Linked DNA regions of Macaca mulatta: region 1 is linked to region 2. Evidence: chromatin contacts called from public Hi-C data. All regions are on one chromosome and are shown on one strand. The core of a region is the stretch at or near the end of the contact, and the rest is flanking DNA. Distances in the headings are between cores, read along the strand shown. Region 1 holds the start of CCNT1 (cyclin T1). Region 2 holds the start of KANSL2 (KAT8 regulatory NSL complex subunit 2).

What was found. Hi-C and Micro-C count contacts between places; a contact is called where the count stands out from the background.
Region 1: a contact with region 2 is called in a Hi-C map of CD4 T cells, with 2.4 times the contacts expected there. The contact joins the promoter of CCNT1 here to the promoter of KANSL2 in region 2. A contact is called at or near these places in 3 of 14 Hi-C or Micro-C datasets (CD4 T cells, blood and fetal cortical plate).

What each region holds. Positions count from the first base shown.
Region 1 is chr11:55,880,870-55,886,695 of T2T-MMU8v2.0, forward strand. CCNT1 (cyclin T1) reads right to left here and starts at 2,433. Exons shown (of 7, transcript XM_077954022.1): 1 at 2,211-2,433. The coding sequence starts at 2,371.
Region 2 is chr11:55,838,020-55,844,367 of T2T-MMU8v2.0, forward strand. It overlaps KANSL2 (KAT8 regulatory NSL complex subunit 2), which reads right to left and starts at 4,536. Exons shown (of 12, transcript XR_013401014.1): 1 at 4,477-4,536; 2 at 4,180-4,355; 3 at 3,666-3,925; 4 at 1,922-2,100; 5 at 1,312-1,426.

The DNA.
Region 1 (5,826 bases), core at 1,183-3,682, 41 kb after region 2:
CTCCATCAACTAAATTACTTTCTTTTTTTTTTTTTCAGACAGAGTCTCGTTCTGTCACCCAGGCTGAGTGCAGTGGCACAACCTCAGCTCGCTGAAACCTTCACCTCCTGGGATCAAGCAATTCTCCTGCCTCAGCCTCCCAAGTAGCTGGGACTACCGGCTGGGCCACCACGCCTGGCTAATTTTTGTATTTTTAGTAGAGATGGGGTTTCACCTTGTTGGCCAGGCTGGTGTCGAACTCCTGACCTCAAGTGATCCACCCGCCTCAGTCTCCCAAAGTGCTGGGATTACAGGCATGAGCCACCACACCCGGCCTAAATTATTTTCAGTTCCACTTCTCTCTGGCAACCAAGCCTTCTCATGTGGTGATCCACGGGACAGGAAACATCTGAAATGATCTGATAATTCATTAACTGAAGAGGAACAAAAAACTTGTAAATGCCTTACTTCTAAAAACTTCAGCAGACAATATGGGGTAGAGAGATGATGCAGTCCCAAATTACAACAGCCTTTTTTTGAGGGGGCAGAGTCTCGCTCTGTCGCCCAGGCTGGAGTGCACTGGTACCATCTTGGCTCACTGAAACCTCTGCCTCCCAAATTCGAGCGATTCTCCTGCCTTAGCTTCCCCAGTAGCTGAGATTATAGGCACTCGCCACCAAACATGGCTAATTTTTGTATTTTTAGTAGGGACGGGGTTTCACCATTTTGGCCAGGCTGGTCTTGAACTCCTGGCCTCAAGTGATCGACCCGCCTGGGCCTCCCAAAGTGCTGGTATTACAGGTGCGATCCACCGCGCCTGGCTGACAACCTTAATGACAACACACATACAAAAAGGAAAGCGTTTTAAGGATACACTGAAATAGAATTTCGAACAAAAAGATTTACTCCGTACTGATAGGATGCTTAGGAAACACATCTGGACATCAGCAGGAAACAAACTGGCGATAAAAAAGACACCCATTTTGAGATGCACACACCCTTAAGATACAAACATTACTGTCAGCCACACATTTAAATAGAAGCTGCACCCAAGAAAATTTTCACACACAGAGTGGAAAGAACTTTAAAACTATACAAGTTTTCTCCACCACAAAATAAGTGTATTTCCTGACAAACAAAAATATGTGGGAGAGGATACCTCATTTTTTTTAAAATTTTTTTTTCTGAGACGGAGTTTCACTATTGTTGCCCAAGCTGGAGTGTAGTGGCGCGATCTCGGCTCACTGCAACCTCCACCTCCCGGGTTCAAGCGATTCTCCTGCCTCAGCCTCCTGACTAGCTGGGATTACAGCTGCCCGCCACTAAGCCGGGGTAATTTTTTGTATTTTTAGTAGACAGGGGTTTAATTATGTTGGCCAGGCTGGTCTCGAACTCCTGACCTCAGGTGATCCACCCGCCTCGGCCTCCCAGAAGTGCAGAGATTACAGGTGTGAGCCACCGCACCCGGCCGTTACCTCATTTTTGAAATAGAAAGAAAATGAAATACACACCACCACTCTAAGTAACTTAAGGACCCAGTATTTTGTAAACGATTTAAAACATTAGATTCGTGGGTAACCCCTACAAACGTAAACTAACATCTTTCCTCTGAAATTCTATAAAACAGCAGCTACTAATTGAGCATCTTAATGCAAAGCATTGTGATGGACACAGAATCAAACACAAGAGGTATCATCCCATTTTATAGACAAGACGACCAAGAATTTGACAGGTCACTTAAACAGCTAGCAGATGAGGAATGGATTTTGGACCAAGGCTGAGGCATTAATTCTAGACCACCCTTTATAAGACTTTCAGGTACTGAATTTCTCGAAATTTACACACTAGGTTTCGGAAGCAGCCCTCAACAGAGAAACCTCTGCCAGACCCAAACCCCTAGGGCACAGCGGAAAATGAGAAACTTAACGTCACCAGAGCCGATCAGAACACAACGAAGAGAGAGTTGGAAGGGCTGGTTAAAACACGAAGCCGGGAAGGATACGAATGCCCAGCAAGGTTGGTGGCACGGGTGAGCGAGCGGGAAATCAACTCCGCCTCGCTTCCCTAGCGCGAACTGAGTTTCAGCCCGCCCCATCGTGGGCTCTCCCAACTAGACATCCAGCTTCTGCCCACCTTCTTCCCCACTTTCGTCCCCCACCAGAGCCTGAGACCTAGACGCCAGAGCATGGCGGGACCAACTCAAAGGCCGAAGGCCTAGGCCGCAAGGATACACGTTAAGACGCTGCCCCATGTCCTGGAGCAGATTGGCCGCCTGCTGGCGATAAGAAAGTTCTTTATCTGGGTCCACACCAAATCGACGGGATGGGCTATTTTCCAGCTGTTCTCGAGTGAAATACCACCGTTTGTTGTTGTTCTTCCTGTCTCCCTCCATAATGCTTCAACCAGAAGGCAGCGGCGGAGGCTGCAAACACTTCCCAGCGTCACCTAAGAGGCGACCCACATCCGCTGTGCGGGGGCAACTGCGACTTGACGAACTTCCGCTAAGCGTCGACCGCCGGGTTGTGACTCTCTTCCGTAAAGAAAGCAAAAGTCAAAGGACCTACTTCCGGAATGCACCTCGCGACACCCCGTAGCCGAGTTAACAGCCAATATGCGACGAGAAAAAAACCTTGAGGCGAGGACGCAGGCGCGTCACGTGACCCTTGGGAGGTGGCGTGGGCTTAGAAGTTCTCGCTTAAAAACCATGAATCTTCCCGCGAGAACCGGATTGAGCGTTGGCGCCCGGGGTTAGGTTGTGAGGTCGCAATTGTAGTGGTATGAGGCGCCCGCCCACGCGCCGCTTGGTGGTTCTTAGGAGAACTTAGTTTGTGACTGCAGTGGTGATATAAAATGGGGCAGATGGACCGCGCGCGGTGGTTCACGTCGGTAATCTCAGCACTTTGGGAGCCCGAAGCAGGCGGATCACGAGGTCAGGAGTTCGAGACCAGCCTGGTCAATATGGCGAAACCCCGGTCTCTACTAAAAATACAAAATTAGCCGGGCGTGGTGGCGTGCGCCTGTAGTCCCAGCTACTCGGGAAGCTGAGGCAGGAGAATCGCTTGAACCCGGGAGACGGAGGTCGCAGTGAGCCGAGATCGCGCCACTGCACCCCAGCCTCCAGCCTGGGTGACAAAGCGAGAGACTCCGTCTAAAAAATAAATAAAATAAAAATGGGGCAGATGAACTTGAAAGAGAAAGTAGGTGAGGCTGTCAGAAACTGAAAAACAGAATCAAATGGTGGGGCTCTTTCGTATATGGGAACATAAAGCAACTAGAAGGCTGTTACGTTGTTGGTAGCAATGTAAAATACGACAACCCATTTGGAGAGGTCGCTTTAATGTGTAGCCAAACTCATGAAAACATTCTCACGTTTCGCCGCAGTGATCCAACTTAAAGGAATAAAATGAAATTAATAACATTAAGAGCTTACATGTCCCATGCACAATACTGACTTAAATATACTGTTTCATTTATTCAGCGGAACTCTCAAGAGGTAATTTTTAAGTACGTTTGCTAATGGGTGAACTAATACTGCCCCTTGAGTGTGAACAGCCTCCACCACTACCCCTCACTTGCAGAGATTAGCAAATTCCTGCCCTCTGTCAAGATATTTCCCAGCTCCTTTGCCGGCGCGGTGGCTCACGCCTGTAATCCCAGCAGTTTGGGAGGCCAAGGCGGGCGGATCACCTGAAGTCCGGAGTTGGAGACCAGCCTGGCCAACATGGTGAAACCTCGTCTCTACTGAAAATACAAAAATTAGCCAAGTGTGGTGGCGCACGCCTGTAATCCCAGCTACTCGGGAGGCTGAGGCAGGAGAATGATTTGAACCCGGGAGGCGAAGGTTGCAGTGAGCCTAAATCTAACTGCACTCCAGCCTAGGCGACAGTGCAAGACTGCTTCTCAAAAAAAAAACAAAAAAAAAAAAACCGGATATATCCCAGCTCCAGCGTCTGATAACTGTTTGGTGCTGGCAAGATAGTTAACCTCTCTATGCCTCTTTTCTTTGATAATACCTATGTTTTAGATTGTGAAAGGGAGTAAAGATTTAATGAGTAAAAAGTATTTATAATAGTACCCAATACTTAGGAAATATTCAGTAGCCCTTAATGTTATAATATTTGTTACATTGTATTGAAATTGAAGGCAAGAGCAATGCCTTCATTTTTGTATGGCACCTACCTAGTAAAGTCCTGGCCGTAGTAAATAGTCCCTAAATCTTTGTCAGATAAATGTGCAAAACACCCACAACACAGAAACTGAGGCTCTGGGAGTTTGCCCTCACTACACCACTAATAAGTGTAGATCTTAAATCTAATTCCGTTGGTCTTCCCATTCACGCAATTCCCATTCACTTCCTGCTTTTCTGGAACCACGTTCAGTTTACCTTGATTAAATTTGGGTAATTTTAGATAGATTTGGATAATATTAGAATCCTGTGTCTTGCTTTGATAATATTTTGGGTTTTGTCATTTCTAGGCATAGGTGATCTTACTATGTTTGATTGTCATTCATTTTCAGAAGTGTTTCCATTTCAGGTCACCTCTGCCATATACTGCCTGTAGTTAGTACTAACTCCATTTTACCCTGGAGAAATTGAGGTTCAGGAAGATTTAAATGACTTACTTCTGGTTATAAGGGAAAATAACTTAGGATTTCAAACTTCTTCCCTCATAGACTCTTTACTATTAACAGAATAAGCACTTATAAAATAGATTTTTTAGTAGAATAAGCACTTTTTCAGTTATGTAGTCATGTATGTTTTCTTTTAAACAGCTGTGTTAGTCCATTTTCATGCTGCTGATAAAGACATACCCGAGACTGGGCAATTTACAAAGGAAAGAAGTTTAATGGAGATCTCACAGTTCCATGTGGCTGGGGAAGCCTCACAATCATGGCAAAAGGCAAGGAGCAAGTCACATCTTACCTGGATGACGGCAGGCAAAGAGAGAGCTTGTGCAGGCAAATTCCCATTTTTTAAAAAACCGTCAGATCTCAGGAGACTCATTCACTATCGTGATAACAGTGCAGGAAAGACCTGCCCCATAATTCAATCACCTCCCACCGGGTTCCTCCTACCATATGTGGAAATTGTGGGAGTTACAATTCAAGATGAGATTTGGGTAGCGACACAGTGCCAAACCATATCATTCTGCCCCGGCCCCTCACAAATCTCATGTCCTCACATTTCAAAATACAGTCATGCCTTCTCCACAGTCCCCCAAAGCCTCAACTCATTTCAGCATTAACTCAGAAGTCCACAGTCCAAAGTCTCATCTGAGACAAGCAAGTCCCTTCTACTATTAGCCTGTAAAATCAAAAGCAAGTTAGTTACTTCCTAGATACAATGGCGGTACAGGCATTGGGTAAATACAGCCATTCCAAATGGGAGAAATTGGCCAAAACGAAGGGGCTACAGGCCCCATGCAAGTCCAAAATCCAGCAGGGCAGTCAAATCTTAAAGCTCCAAGATGATCTCCTTTGACTCCATGTCTCACATCCAGGTCACACTGATCCAAGAGGTGGGTTCTCATGGTCTTGGGCATCTCCACCCCTGTGGCTTTGCAGGGTACAGCCTCCCTCCCATCTCCCTTTCCAGGCTGGTATTGACTGTCTGTGGCTTTTCCAGGTAAATGGTGCAAGCTGTTAATGGAGCTACCATGCTGGGGTCTGGAGGACCATGGCCCTCTTCTCACAGTTCCATGAGGCAGTGGCCCTGTAGGGATTCTGTGTGGGGGCTCCAACCCTACATATTTCCCTTCTACACTGCCCTAGCAGAGGTTCTCCATGAGTGCCCTGCACCTGCAGCAAACTTCTGCCTGGACATCCAGGTGTTTCCATACATCCTCT
Region 2 (6,348 bases), core at 3,286-5,785:
TAGTGAGCTGAGATCGTGCCACTGCACTCCAGCCTGGGTGACAGTGCAAGGCTCCATCTCAAAAAAAAAAAAAAAAAATGAATATGTTGGTTTAGGTTACTATTTGTGAGAGAATCCTGCAAGAGAACAGACATTCCCTTTCAAACTACTTAGATGGGCTTTCTAAAGTAGTACTTCCTGAATAGTTGACCACAGTGACATTACTCAATAGAAATGGATGAAATTATTCTACTCAGAAAACTTAATATATGGCCATACTATCCTGAGTATGCCCAACCTCCTCTGATATCAGAAGCTAAGCAGGGTCAGGCCTGGTTAGTAGTTGGACAGGACAAAATGTAACCCTAAATGACTTCTTATAAACCAAAGAATCTAAAGTAATGAAGAAAATACTATTCCAAGAACAAAAGCCCAATAGTCAACCTAGAAATTACCCCTTCCACTATTTACAGTCCCTCTACATAAACTATCAGTACTAAGTGTTAAGACACAGAAGTCAGCAGGCAAAAATTTTAAAACACTAAACCCAGACCTTGAGACACAGAAATAAGAGACTTCAGAGTGGTAATGTTTTTATGCTTCTATAACTCCTACGGTGATGATGGGTTAAGAGAAGAGCAGAAGCTTACTACGATATAAAACTGACTAAGACATAATCACTTTTGGGTTTCTAAATCGGTTTCTCTTTCTTAGGCACAAAACCAAACTCTTGAATACCCTTTCCTTCTTCTTTTTAAAAAAAATCCACACACTAAAAACACTAAATGTTTGAGGTGATGAATATGCTAATTACCCTGATTTGATCATGACACAAGGTTTACAAGTATCCAAACATCACACTGTACCCCATAAATATGTAAAATTGTCAATTTAAAACAATATAAAACTTTTAAAAACTTGTAAATCCATAAATACAACATTTTACAGAAGTATTCAACTACAATCACATTATTTCTGAGTTTTAGGCCAAGTACCCATTCACAACCATTTTCTCTTCTCTAAACTGGTGTGACCGTTTCTCAATCCACCTCCCACACTCCCATGTCTAAATTTCCTGTTTTCTCCCCTATACTTTCTCATATGTAGAATGTGGTGTTCAAACTTTTTCTAAATTACAAGACTTCTAAAAAAGAATCATCCTGCCTTGAAGCAAGATGACAACGAACCATGCCGCTTTTATATACAGAATCTCTTACTGCTGACAAATGGCTGTCTTCAACCCTCCTAGGTTATTAATTTATTAACAGCATGCAGCGCCACATTCCACATACTAACTACATTTCAAATGCCTTATGTGGAGTTACAACTTACTTTAAGGGATCTTCTTGATCACTGTCTATGCTATCAGCTTCACTGTCAGGGTCACCTCTCCATGTCTGATCCACAGTAATGGGTTCCTGCTCCCCATCACTCCAGCTGTCTTCATCTGAGGCAAGGAAGGGAGAGCAGCCATTAAGACTTCCCACCTCTGTAACTCCACCACACAAAACTAGATTACTTATCAACCCAAACCTTGAAATTAAAAAAAAAAAAAAAAAAAACTTTGTACAAAGGCACTGGGAAATAAAAACGCTTTAACAAAATACAACCCAGTATGATTACTTACAACACAAATGAGTACACCATGCCCTCTTAAACAGAAAAATCAACTTAAAATTATTGTTTCCTGAAATTACGTAACAAAGCTGCTGAGCATTAAAAAAGCAATGAAAGAAATGGTCACCAACTCAGGAGAGTAAACCTAGGCAAACACTACTTCAAATTCAAAAGAATTGGTAAACAACAAAGCAATCCCGGAATTCTCAACAAATTCCTGATGAATTAACAATATTGCCAAATAGTTCAAGGCATTGTGCTAACCCAAAACAGTTCCCCCTTAACTTTCTTCCTCCTTTTTCATTCCAGGAGAGAAGATCCTTACCTAGTATTCGGCTGGCTTCACTGCGACTACTTTCTGGAGTCTGAGACCCCAGCTCTGTCTTAGCATATGAGCTGAGCTGGCACAGGAGTGTTTCACCCATAGGCCCTGGGTTGGTCTTCTTCATTTGAGCATGAAGTGCCAGGGCATTCCTACGGACATGTTCAGCACAGAAGGACACCCTAAAGAGACAAAACATTAATATTTTATAAGTCCCTTCTTGAAAGCATTCAATAATTTTCATAGTCCCTAATCTTTAAATCATTTTCAGGGAATTAAAATGATTATTACATTCATTTCTAAAAATGCAAGTCAGAGGAATTTAACTGGCCCAAGGTCAACTCATTGACTTTTTATTAAAGGAAAGTAACAGGCCGGATGAAGCGGTTCACCCCTGTAATCCCAGCACTTTAGGAGGCTGAGGCAAGGGATTGGGTCTTGCTCTGTTGCCCAGACTAAAGTGCAGTCATGCAATCATAGCTCACTGTAGCCTTAAACTGCTTGGTTCAAGTGATCCTCCTGCCTCAGCTTCAAAATAGCTAGAACTATAGGCATGCACCACTGTACCGGCAAATTTTTTTTAGTTTTTTGTAGAAACAAAGTCTATGTTGCCAAGTCTGGTCTGGAACTCCCAGGCTCAAGTGATCCTCCCATCTCTTGATACACCCAAGAAGCTGGGACTACATGCCCAAGACATTATGCCCAGCGAATTTTTTAATCTTTTGTAGAGACGTGGTCTCACTATATTGCTCGGGTTGGTCTCCAACTCCTGGCCTCAAGTGATCCTCCTGCTGTGGCCTCCCAAAGTACTGGGACTACAGGCATGAGCCACTGCGACCAGCCAGGGACACAATTTTAAAACTACAAGATATGTACAAAATTATCTAGTCAGGTTATGTTTTTGCATAGATACCTTTGCATACATGATGAAAACTATGAACCCTCTTACAGAAGAATTCACACATATACAACTTTGCATGTTATTTAACAAAATTCATGGACAGCCAAATAGAGCCACACATCCCTCCATTAAGAATAATTTTAGGGGCTGGGTGCCCTGGCTCACGCCAGTAATCCCAACACTCTGGAGGGCCGAAGCGGATGGATCACCTGAGGTCAGGAGTTCAAAATCAGCCTGGCCAACATGGTGAAAACCCGTCTCTACTAAAAAGTACAAAAATTAGCCAGGCGTGGTGGCGCACGCCTTAAGTCCCAGCTACTTGGGAGGCAGGAGAATCGCTTGAACCTGGGAGGCGGAGGTTGCAGTGAGCCGAGATCACCACCGCACTCCAGCCTGGGGAATAAAGGGAGACTCTGTCTCAAAAAAAAAAAAAAAAAAAAAAGAAAGAAAAAAAGATTAATTTTAGGGTCGGGCACGGTGGTTCACGCCTGTAATCCCAGCACTCTGGGAGACCGAGATGGGAGGACACCTTGAGGCCAGGAGTTTGAGACCAGCCTGGTTAAAACAGCAAGACTCCATCTCTCTTAAAAAAAAAAAAAAAAAAAGTAATTTAGAATATGCCTTTATTTTACTACAGATAAGGGAAAAGAACCAAAGAGGTGAACTAAGTAATCCAATTCAAGGGTCCTTCCAGTCTTCACCGTTTTTTCAATTTTCCAAGGATACAACCATAACCCCAAATTTACAAGGACGTGATCTCAAACGCGGCAGCTATGCTGAAGCCCACATCATATCACACACCCCCTCGCTTTAAGACAAACGACATATATATCTATACATACATACCCATCTTTCTTCTCTGGCTTTGGGGCAGCACTGGGACATCTTTTTCCATTCTTCGTCGATATATAACTACACTGCTTGAAGGGTGCATTCTTGTCTTCAAGGATATGCTTAATGCAAAACTCCTGCCCCTCCAGACGAGGCTGAGAGCATGGACGATGAGTGAATGCACAAGACAGAGGTTCCTGAGACCTGGGCACTGGAGTGATCCTCCCCCGATTGGTTGGCAGGACGTGAATCCGAATCCTGTTCATAACCAAAACCTGCGGGGTCAAAATAAAAATCAGAAAGCCTTTACCCTTCCCGAAAATTCCTGCTCCACCGTATCTGGACAGATGCCGCGGGCAGTTTCCAAAAGAGAGGCAGAAGTCGGCCCCGTAAGGTACGCTCCCTAACTGCCCGCCGCCCTCCCCAGGTCTCCACAGGCATTTGTGGCTTTCCCTCTCTTTAGCTTGTCCCTCCATGCCCGGCCCCACCCCGAACCCCACCACGCTGAATGTATCTTCAGGACTCGCACAGCTGCAGCATGAAGGGAAGCGACAACGCCAGGCCCACGCGACGGCCACGCTGCCTCCCTGCACACCGCCTTTGTCCCGGCCTGCCTCAGAGCACACGACTGGGCCCGGCCTCGGAAGTCCATGCGAGCGCCATTTTGTCCTACTCCGGTCACCAGAGATCCTGGCTCCTTGAAGCCTGTAGGAAGAAGACTGACTCTGACACTGCTTTGAGGCGAAACAGCAGCTCTGAGTTGACAAAAAAGGCGAAATAGCAGCCCAACTGCAAGAGCTTAGAGCAAGGAACGCCGCCATCTTACCTCAGGCGCTGCGCCGCGCTCCGCCGCGCTCTGCCGCGCCGCTAGCCCTACTCTGGTGGCGGCCGCGGCTCCTAGATTGGCCTCGCTCCTTTCCGGACTCCTGGCTACTGATTGGCTACCGCGCCTATGACGGGGTGTTGCCATTGGCCGAGGCCCACTACCTATCGTGTCTGGAAGGGCGGAGCGCTGAGAAAATGCGCGGTTGGGGTGGCTATGACTGTCAGCAACTCCGCCCCGAGGAGAGTGAGCTGGGGAAGGGGGCGGAGAGCGGGCTGTGGGGCGGGTTGCCAGCTAGTCATATTTTTCCAACTTGCAGCGTGGCTCGTTTTCCGGCTACTTTTGAACCCTCAGTCTGTGGTCCTAGGCTGCTGTTCCCTCACCACTGTACACAGCTAGCATAAAATCAGACAAGCCGGGCGCGGTGGCTCACGCCTGTAATCCCAGCACTTTGGGAGGCTGAGGCGGGCGGATCACCGGAGGTCGGGAGCTCGAGACCAGCCTGACCAACATGGAGAAACCCCGTCTCTACTAAAACTACGAAATTAGCAGGGCGTGGTGGTGCATGCCTGTAATCCCAGCTACTCGGGAGGCTGAGGCAGGAGAATCGCTTGAATCCGGGAGGCGGAGATTGCGGTGAGCCGAGATCGCGCCATTGCACTCCAGCGTGGGCAACAAGAGCGAAACTCCGTCTCGAAAAAAATAAAATTTTTTTTTTTAAATCAGACATAGACAGAGGCTGGAGGATCACTGTTTTTGTTTTTTGTTTTTTGTTTTGTTTTTGAGATGGAGTTTCACTCTTTTTGCCCAGGCTGGAGTGCAATGGCACAATCTCGGCTCACTGCAACCTCCGCCTCCCAGGTTCAAGCGATTCTCCTGCCTCAGCCTCCCTAGTGGCTGGGATTATAGGCATGTGCCACCACGTCCGGCTAATTTTGTATTTTTTAGTAGAGACGGGGTTTCTCCATGTTGGTCAGGCTGGTCTCGAACTCCCGACCTCAGGTGATCCGCCCGCCTCGGCCTCCCAAAGTGCTGGAATTACAGGCGTGAGCCACCGCGCCCGGCCAGGATCACTGTTTGCATATAAAACGTCTTTAGTTTTCTTTTGTGAACAGTTCAATACATGTACCGAACATTTGGTGTGGAGAACCCTGAGAAACATTTTTTGGGTGTTTACTGATTCTGGGAATTACATATATAAATTCATTGAATTTTTCAAAGCAACCCTAAGAGGTAGAGGTTAGTATTATGTCAATTTTACAGATAAGAGGACTGAGGAACAGAATGGGACATAGCTAGTAAATGGGAAAAGAAGACGAATTTGAACTCAACATCCTTCATCCCTTATTGCCGCTTATATAGTAAAGAGCATTGGACTGAGAATAAGGAAATATTTGTTCTAGTTTAGGGCTGCTTCTCATAACTGTGTACCCTGTCTTTAAAATTCCATGCTAAATAATGCAGGTATCATAACGACAGACACAATACCAATCATACCATCCTTTAAGGATTTTTAGTTTCAAAGCATCTTTCTGTCATCTCTGCCACTTGTAGAAATGATTCCTCGCTTTCTTCCCATAACCCTTCTAGACATTTTTTGCCTTCCAGCATCCCTTATCTGCTGTCAGTTTAAGAAAGATGTTTTATCCATGCCTAATAAGCAAGTGAGCATAAGTCACAGTGGAAGTGAGCATAAAGATTCTACAGCCCTCAAGAAAAACACTCAGGCTGAGCGTCATGGTTCACCCCTGTAATCCCAGCACTTCGAGAAGCTGAGGTGGGAAGATCGCCTGAGCTCAGGAGTTCGATCTCAGAAGGCTTGAAATTCATTCATTCAACAAATATTTATTGAGCACCTAAGTGCCAGGAGAGAAC